2 separate regions of the Mus musculus genome follow, and region 2 is linked to region 1. Evidence: chromatin contacts called from public HiChIP or PLAC-seq data. All regions are on one chromosome and are shown on one strand. Each heading gives the region's core, a stretch centred on a gene start, on an enhancer-like site or on the middle of the called end of the contact. The rest is flanking DNA. Distances are from core to core; before and after follow the strand shown. Region 1 overlaps Phkb (phosphorylase kinase beta). Region 2 has its middle 110 kb from the start of Gm33687.

Region 1 (4,850 bases), core at 973-3,472:
AGAAGCTAAAATAGAAACTACTGATGATACCAAGACAGAAACAAACTGCATCATTCTTGCTGGTGTAAATGCAAGTTCATATAGGCATTCTAGAAAAATTTGGAATTTTCTGAACAAAAACTGTATAACTATAATATGCATATATTACATATAATGCATATAATAACTAAGCAAATAATGTCCAATACTATGCATTAAACCCAGAAAAATTTCACTGCAGATAAAAACCTATATGAAACATTGTCTCCTTTTGTGATGCTTGTGTTTTAAGCCCCAGACTTAAGAACCACCATGTAATCCTATATCACAAGTGCCCCACTTAGCTTCTTTCTAACCATCGACAGTAGTTCCTATTAAGTAAGGTCCCTGAACTACATCGAGTTTATTTCTGCACATAGTATGAGGTGAGATACAGATCTATTGGTTTACATGTGGATATCCATTGGTTCCAGGACTCCACACTGAAAAGACTGTTTTTAATTGGGTCATTGTACTATCAAAATGAATTGACCCCATATGAATGGATTTATTTCTGGACTGTTAATTCTATTGATCTCAATGTTTGTTTGTATAGACAAATCATACAATCTTAAATTACTGTAGCTTTGTAACTAGTCTTGTTTTCATGGGGGGGTGGATTTTATCTTTTTATTTTTTTGACTTAGGGTCAAATGCACCCCAAGCTAGCCTTAAATTCACTATGTAGCCATGGTCTTGAACTCTTAGTCCTCCACACAAGTGGACGAGGGGTGGGTGGGGACAGGAACAGGAGGCATCAAGTTCAGGGAGGCGAGATAGAGAGTGTATACTACAAGAGACTACTGTAATTGGTTATCTCAGGGACAAGCTAGAAACCTAGTGTAATGGAAACTCCCAGGTACCTCTAGCTAAGACTCCTAGCAATAGGGGATATGGAGCCCGAATAGGAATTTGGACACCAACCCAGCCACAAAACCTTCAAGCTACAATTTGGTAAGATGTGCTGGGGTAAAGGTGATGCAGAAATTGTGAAAGTGGCCAACAATGACTGGTCTAGCTTGAGACCCATGCCATGAGAGGGTGTTCAACCCTGACATTGCTAGGACCCAGAGGTCAGATAGCCCAACTGTTATCAAGGAGGCTTTATCCAGCAAAGATGGAAGCAGATGCAGAGATTTATAGCCAAACATTAGGCAGAGCTCAAAGAATCCTGTGGGAGAGGGAGAAGAAGGATTGTAGACACCAGAGACATCAAGGACACCACAGGAAATCTCACAGAATCAACCAACCTGGGCTGTTATGGGTTGAGACTGAACTGACAACCAAGAAACCTGCATGAGTCTGACCTAGGCTTTCTGCATATTTATTACAGTTGTATAGCTTGGTCTTCCTGTGGGATTCCTAACAGTGGGAACAAGGGCCTTTGAGACACTTTCCTCCTACTGGGAAGGTGCATCCTCTTATTGCAACTCGGTATGCCATGTCTGGTTGATCTCCATGGGAGGCCTGCCCTTTCCTGAAGAGAATAGCAGGAAGAATAGATGGGGTGTGGAAGTGTGGAGGAGGAACTGGGAGGACAGGAAGGAGGGGAAACCGCAATCTGGATATAATATCTGAGAGAAGAATAAAATAATAATTAATAATAATAATAGAATCAAAAAGAAAGAAAGAAAAAATACCAAGCAGTTGCCTTAAACAATGAATGCCATAGGAATAACACGGTCACTAAAGGAATCTTAAACTGCTACATATCTAATATTTTACTGTTTTTTACTTTACTAAAAAACAAGGAGAACACAATATAAACAATATAAACCTTAAAAAGTAAATATCAATTTTAATTGTTTTACTTTTCATTCATCCTTAATCTCAAACACCAGAATTACTGATGAAGCAAGGTGAGGATTTGGTCGAACATAAGAGTCTATTTATAAGTTAATGCTCAGAAAACTTTTCCCCAAGGTTAGGCCTTAGGATTCAACGGATACTTTATAAGTAAAACTTGAATCTTCACCAAAATGAAGAAGTTATAGGTTTAAATGCAACCCCAGAGGCAATGTGAAATTAGCTGGATGTGTAACTGGGAGTTGAGAACTGCCGTGGCTATAAATAGATACTGAAGTGCTCTTTGAGCATTTAATACAGGCCTTGGAGAATGATCAGCAGAGAGAGAGAGAGAGAAAGAACATAGTCTAGTATCACCCTAGTTGTCCCAGGAGATGCTGAAAGAACTGCTCAGACCTAAAAAAAGCCAAATCAGTGAAAAAGCACAGGGAACTAGCCTGGGCCCAGCCAACAGTTACTTAGGCAACACTTGAAGAGAAGTGGTGAATTTGGAGTGATTAATAGAGCCTTCTGCGGAAGCCCGGAAAGGGTGAGGCTGTGCTTAGACTAAAACAACAACAATCTGGGCTTTATCTAAAAAATATTAAGTGAGTTTAGCCTATAGAGGAGTTGAATGTCAAGATGTGAACAAAAATAACCTCGGAGCCACAGTCTAGTGGGGTTTATTTTTCACCCTGATGTTCTTAACCTGGAATCTAGTTCTGACTCTATCATTAAGTTAAGAGGGAAAAATCATACACCCCTCCAAGTTTGTTTCCCTCTGTAAAGGAACTGATGCTTCTAGGTGATTTAAATATATACTCTATAGCTCTTCAGTACCACAGACTGCAACTGTTAAAGGACTGGCCAAGAGTAGATGTCAAAGAGTAGGACTGTAGTTTCTGAACACCAGAAAGGTGTGTTTTTGTGGTTCAGGGATAGCAGTCTTCCTGCATACAAAGTACAACTTAGAGGAGTGTTACCCAGTGTGCCAACAGAAAGGAGAGCCAAAGTTCTAAGGCAACAGTCATAGGCTCCATCCCCAATCCTTCTGCTATAGCAACTGGAAAGCACAGACATAGAGGGAATGGCAAAGAGTCAAAAAAAGAAGGAAAGTATAAATACTTACCACATGGATTACAGAAAGATAGATCCCTGACTCAAGAGAATCGCAGTGACCAGGAGTTGACAGCAATGTTTTTTGGGTTTTTTTTTAGAGAGGCCCTCCCTCCCACAAGCCTGAACCTTGCCAAGTCTACCAGGTCTGACGAGCAAGCCCCAAGGATGTACACACCTTTGCCTCCCCAGTGTACCACCATATCCTACACTTTAACATGAGAGGCAGTTATCAAAACAGGTTCAAATAATTCTAAGGCAAATGAGCAATCTCCCCAAACCCAGCAAGAGATCTTCTTACTGAAACCCTATCTAGAAAAGCTAAGGATGTGATCTCAATGGGAGTCAGATAAATGGTTAAATCATCAGGTAGGACTTAAGTAGTTGTGGTGGGTTGAATGAGAATGGCTCCCATGGGCTTAAATGTTTGAATGCTTAGTCATCAAAGAATGATAATGTTTGGGAAAGCTTATGAGTTGTGGCCTTGGAGGATTTATGTCCTTGGGGTTGGCCTTTGAAGTTTCAAAAGCCTAAGCCAGGGCCCTCTCCCCCACTCCACCCTGTTGCCTGAGGATCAGGAATTTAAAGTTCTCAGCTACTGCTCCAGAGCCATGCTTCCCACCAAAATAATGGATTAAAGCTCTGAAACTGAATGCAAGTTCCAATTAAATGCTTTCCTTTATGAGGGTTTCCTTGGTCATAGTGTCTTCACAGCAATAGAACAGTGACCAAGACACTAGTATTTTTTTTTTTACAGTGATATAAAAGAAACAGCAATTCAGTAGAAAACATACTTAAAATTTTTATCTTTTCTCAGGCTAGAAATATGTGGTACAATTAGATTCTTGTGGTACTAAACAGCTCCCAGTCAGCAACGTCATTTTATGAGAATAAACAGCTGATAATCCACAAAGTACTACAATGCAAAACTATGACATTCAGTAGGGTAAGTATATTAAACACATTTTCTCCTTATGGTCTGTTCGATCTACGATACTTTTATCCAGAAGCATCCAGAAACAGAACACCTGAATTCAATTCAAAGCAATCTAAAATTATGAGAAAAGCTTGCAGATATAGAAAGGCTGGTACACTAGGTGGGAGTGAACAGATATAAGCAGGCTCACATAATCTGGAGGTATCCTAATTCAGAAATCAATGAAGGGTCACGACTTGACTGCTAGCTGGAATTAGCTCTATATTTTACTACATAGGACAGAAGATACTGGTTGCCTGCCACTAACAACATCACTGGGTCCACGAACACCATGAGATACAGTTGCCTTACTATTTCAAAATGTATTCTTTCAGCATGAGAGATGATACACCAAACACAGGCATATGTGAATAATAATTCGGGATCACTGTAGAGGTGGAGGGTGTATAAGAAAAAATAAAATTCTCTGGGCAGATTATAAATTCTTATACAATGAACAATAAGGTTAATGTTAATATATATATAACCTATCATATAACCTCAAATGGCAAACTTCATTACTTATCCAGTTGAATAAAACTGGCTGACTACAGTTAAATTTAATTTTTATGGCAAGGATAGCAGAGAGCATCACATGATAATTTTTTAATACTTAAATTAAAGTCTGGCATCTGAGTTACAAGAAGAGCAGTTGAAGTTTCTATGTGTTCATGAGTGATATCTTAAGATGTCCACTTTTAATAGGGATTTTCACCTGGAGTTCTTTCCAAGTTTAAGATAGTCTTTGTGTATGGAAAGAGTTTAGTTCTAATATTTCAGGATGAAAATAATACAGAGAAATCAGACTGGCATATTCTTAAGTGGTTACTAAAAAGCACAGAAGGGACGAATATACTAAAAGGAAAAATGATAACTAACACTACCTAAGCAGATCCATCTTCTCCCATAGGATTCAACTGCTCTCTGGATGTTGGAGACTTAATTTAGAGGCTGG
Region 2 (4,850 bases), core at 1,021-3,520, 460 kb before region 1:
ATGTATGTGAGTGTTTGCATGTGTGCACATGTGTCCTTGAGCGTGTGTGTGCATGTGTATGTGTGTATGCATGTGTGTTAGTGTGTGTGCATGGGTAGATGTGTGTATGTGTGTTTGTGTGAGTATATATGTGTGTGTGAATGTGTGCATGAATATTGTGTGCATGTGTGTATGTGTGAGTGTATGTATGTATGTATTAGTACATGTAGTATGTGTGTGAGTGTGTGTGTGTGTAAATGCTGAGTGGACAGTTGCAAAGTCAGACATTTGAAAGCTCTGGGTATTGATGACTGTCCATGTAGGAGCCTAAGAAAGGAGTATCAGGGGGCATTATGAAATACTGTATTCCAATTTCAGTGCTTAAACAGGCTGAAACTGGCAGAAGCACAACAGTATTTATAGTAGAGGATTTCTAGAGACCTGAGACGCTTAGTGGGTTAAATTTTTATAAGGCATTTTTTGTTAGATATTTTCTTCATTTACATTTCAAATGCTATCCCCAAAGCCCCCTATTCCCTACCCCTGCCCTGCTCCCCAACCCACCCACTCCCACTTCAAAGGTAAACCTTGGTAATAACGGCTGAGCATTGGTGTACTGTAAGCCTTTTTTTTAATAGTTGTGGTCTTGTTTAATCTGCATGGGAATAATTGCTCGTCCTGTTTTGTATTCATAAGTGAGGGAAGTGAGGTTAAGAAAATGAAATGATATGTCCTAAGTCACATAACTATTGGGACAGAGGAGTGATGGAGACAAAGAAGTGGATCTGGATGTAGATGTAAATGCTCTCACCATCCCCCAGCCCCATCTGGGCCAACCTCCATGCACCTTTGCTTCCAGCCCAAGAAAAGCCACCCTGACGACATGCAAGTGGAATGAAACTAAAAATGAATTTATCTTCGCTTGGCCTTGATAACTGAGTAGTGTTTTTGAGGTGACCAGAGTCAGATGGCATTCAGAGACTCTGTCCTGTGTTGCTTGGAGAACTCTGCCTTCTCTCTGACCTGACTGCAGAAAATCCCCAAGCACGGGAGTTGACAGAGGAGAGTGGGAGCCAAACCAGCAGATATGGAAGACACAGCAGAGCACTGGGAACTGCTGAAAAAAACTAAGACCTAGAAAAACTCTACTGAAGATTTATATTCCTTTTAACTCCATTAGGACTTGAGGTAGCTAAAAAAAAAAATCTACTTTTAAAGTAAAGGAAATAGGATTATTGGATTTCGAAATTGGAAGCCATAAAATTTAGAACAATTTTATATAAAACTTCAACTCTTTTAAAAAAAAAACAAAATAAAAGAGTCAGATGGTCTCGAGTAAATCCAAATCTCAAAAGAAGAAGTAGACAAAGGTCTCTCTCTTTGCTGAATGCCTACAAGTCTAGCGCCATAAGCAGGAGCCTCGCTGAGTGGGTCGCTGAGACACCCACTCTGAAGCTAACACCCTGGCTCTGCTTCTTGTAAGGGATGGGGACTGACTATGCTTTCCAGTTTCCTAGACGCCACTCCATGTCCAGGGAACTGTGTATTGTCATGTCTGTACCCACACTTGAGCTCCGTACTTCACCGGCTCGGTAAGGCATTTCTTTTCCACCTCTACCCTTTGTACTTACACTTCTTCCTCAACTCTCCATAAGGTCTTTTTGCAAGGACAACTATCTGATACTTTTGTTATTTTCTGTGGTCCCAAGTCAGCAGTGGCTTAGTGTAACCGCTGAGAGTTGTGTTTAAACCCCAAATCCAATGACACTGAATAGGTTGCTTGTTCGTTTCTTTGTCTGTAAAATAGGAGTTAAATGGGTGTAAAGCACATAGCCTAGCACTGAGAACATACAGGTATTCATTATGCAGTGCCTTTATTTATTTGCCAGTATACAGAACTGACTGGGAGAAAAAGGCTTGAGGCCTGACACACAGCTGAAGCCCTTTGATGGATGACACTCCAATCCATGCCTCTCTGAGTACATAGATACCATTTCTTCCTTCCCAAGATAAGAAGCTGAACCCTTCTTTCATCCACACCACCACTATAGCTCCTCTTCATCTGATTTGAGCATCCATTACCATCTCATTGAAATGCCACTTAGACAAGGTCTCAAGTGTAGAGCTACAGAGGGAGCTTGGAGTAGGCTGGGGTAGAGGACTGCCCCATTAGCATTCAAACCATAATAGAGACCATTATCTTGGCAGCAAAATACCCCAGCAGTAGTGATGGGAGGAAATGGGAGTGGGTTGCCAAAGCAACAGAGAAACTTGAGCAGTGCTGTTTCCATGGCAACAGAGGGCCTGCATGGGAGGGCTCTCTCAGTTCCAGCACTGGTTAGACTCTCAACAGTATCAGTGACTCATCGGGTAGATTGCATTGCAAAGGGCAAATTAGTGAGAGGTTTCACTTAAGAAGTTAGGCCAGCATGAAGCCCACAGCAGAGATCTAAACTCTGGAGATGGAGCCTGGGCCTGTCTGTTAGGAATCAGGATTCTCTTGGCTGCTGGCCAGTTCATTACCTCTCAAAGCCATTAGGCCTTATTTATGGTTTGAAAACTCAAGGAGACCCTGCCTGAGCCAAATCTCCCTATGGGAATCTGACTCACGAGGTACATGACTTCAGGGGCAGACCAATGCCTGTGAGCTGTTTCTCCTTCTTTCCTCAATTTTAATTTTTATCAAAGTAATACATTCACATAATTAAAAGTCAATTAGAGTCTATAATTAAACACATAAGGCCCCGCGCATAATAGTGCTTCTCTTCCCTGATTCTCCAGGCACTCACTATAGTGACTTTGGCTGTATGTCCCCTCTTTACATCTGGGTTTTCAAACGTTTCCACCTGAAATACAGTTTCTTTGCATCCACAGTTAAGTGGAGGGAGTCCTCTCTTACCCCCTGTCAAACTCAACCCCCAGACACAATATAGAAACTTCCGAATACATAATATTTATAAACTACAGTGTTTTTAATGTTATAGGATATACCAATACTGCCTGTCTGCCAGCAAAATGATATCTTTTGAGCAGAGGGCTGCAGGCTTCCCTATTCAACACGTAGGCGCATTTTAGGATAATTTATTTCTGTTAACATGTATTAGTTGCACATATTGCTGTGATGCAGTGTGATATTTCAGTATATGAATAAAGTGGGTGCTGACCAACACACACACACACACACACACACACACACACACACACACACACACACATTTAACCCAACTCCCTTAGCTTCCTTTATGAAACAATGTGTGTTCTGTCTCTCTGCTTGAATCATTTAATGTAATGTCTTCTAGGTCCATCCATCTTGTTACCATGACAGGGTTTCATTGTTGTTGTTTTTTATGGCTGAACACCTCCCCCCTTAACACACACACACACACACACACACACACTCCACTTGTTGGTATTGCTTTTTCTTTAATCATCTATTGTTGGGTATCTAGGCTGTTTCAACCTTAGCTATTACAAACAGTACAGCAATCAACATGGACAAACAACTATGTCTTTTGTGTACAGATTTCATTTGCTTTAGATGTACACACAGGAGTGGGATAGGTAGGCAATTCGGTGGATATAGTTTAACTTGTAGGTTCCTAATTTATATTCCCACCAACCATGCATGAAAGGTCCCTTTATCCTCATCATCATTAGCATTTATGTTTGCCTTTTTAAATAGCTCCTTTAATTGGAGTGAGGTGACATATTGTAAGTTTGATTCATTCATTTCTCCAGTAGGGAGATAACTTACCTAGTTCTTTTTTTTCAATTTTTAAAAATATTTTATTTACATATGTATTTACAGTGAGCATGTGTGTGCATGTGTGTGGATGTGCATGCATGAGTGTACCTGTGTGTGTGTGTGTGTGTGTGTGTATGGAATATTTTTTGTTAGGTTTCTGAATTCTTTACATATTCTGAATATTAACTCTGCATCAGATGAGTAGTTGGCAAAAATTTCAAACCACTCTCTCTGTTTCTTTACTCTGTGGATTGCTTCCTTTGATTTGAGTTTGGTGTAATCCCATTTATCTATCTCCTACTTTGTTTCCTGTAATTCTAGAGACATATTAGCAATTTCATCACCTCTACAAATATCTGAAAGTGTTCTTCATGTTCTCATGTTTTACATTTAGGTCCTGGGTACATTCTGAGTTGACTTTTGTAGTCTGAAAGACTGGGATAAAGTTTCAAGCTTCTGCACATGGAGATCTGGTTTTCCAAGCACCAGTGGCAGAGTCTGTCCTTTCTGCAATGAGCCTTTTGACACCTTTGTTAAAGTCACTGTGCTGTAAGAGACGCAGACTTCCATGCATTTCCAGGATCTGCTCTGACATGGCCAGCCTGCCAGGCTGTGTCCATCTTTTCTAGATGGGAGCTCCACCAGGCACTCTTCTGTCCTTCAGATTGACTCTACTCTGCCCCTTGTTCCCAGACTACAGCCACTTGCTCCACTCCAGCAACAACTGGTTCCTGGGGTCCTGAGGCTGCATTGTAAGTACATGGCTTCTTTCTTCCTGCTATCCTCAGCTGTTCAATAGGATTCAGGTTACAGATGTCGGCTGAGATTGTGTGGAACTGTGTACCACATTCTTATTCAGGAGTGATTTAATACAAGAGGGTAGGTAGGATTTTTGCCTTCCTAAATCTAAATATTTTTTGGACTATCTTGGCTGCTATACCGGAGTGACTTTGCAAAGAGACTGCATTACATAAAGTACATGCATATTTTTATATTTAATTTTTAAATGGTAGCTATTTAGACTACCCAGAGAATAATTCTCTTTGGAAAATATTGAATGTTTAAAATTTTTGTGTCCCAGTACATTAGAGTCAAAACCAGATGGTTTTACCTTTTGAAAGAACAA

The links. HiChIP or PLAC-seq counts read pairs in DNA pulled down with a chosen protein or histone mark.
Region 2: a contact with region 1 is called in an H3K27ac HiChIP or PLAC-seq map of stem cell-derived neural progenitor cells, with 4 times the contacts expected there. The contact joins two enhancer-like sites. A contact is called at or near these places in 1 of 484 Hi-C or Micro-C datasets (cortical neurons) and 3 of 115 datasets of contacts at active chromatin or transcription factors (astrocytes, embryonic stem cells and stem cell-derived neural progenitor cells).

The regions. Positions count from the first base shown.
Region 1 is chr8:85,923,718-85,928,567 of GRCm38.p6, reverse strand. The region is part of intron 8 of Phkb (phosphorylase kinase beta); the gene reads right to left. Among named protein-coding and RNA genes, the nearest start is that of Phkb, 85 kb to the right of the region's middle. Within about 2 kb of position 2,222, at least 43 of the 459 cell types and tissues checked have an H3K27ac peak or open chromatin away from gene starts, as enhancers often do. A contact at or near this core is called in astrocytes, cortical neurons and stem cell-derived neural progenitor cells, where this site is marked.
Region 2 is chr8:86,387,536-86,392,385 of GRCm38.p6, reverse strand. No RefSeq gene overlaps it. Among named protein-coding and RNA genes, the nearest start is that of Gm33687, 110 kb to the right of the region's middle. Within about 2 kb of position 2,270, at least 97 of the 459 cell types and tissues checked have an H3K27ac peak or open chromatin away from gene starts, as enhancers often do. A contact at or near this core is called in astrocytes, cortical neurons and stem cell-derived neural progenitor cells, where this site is marked.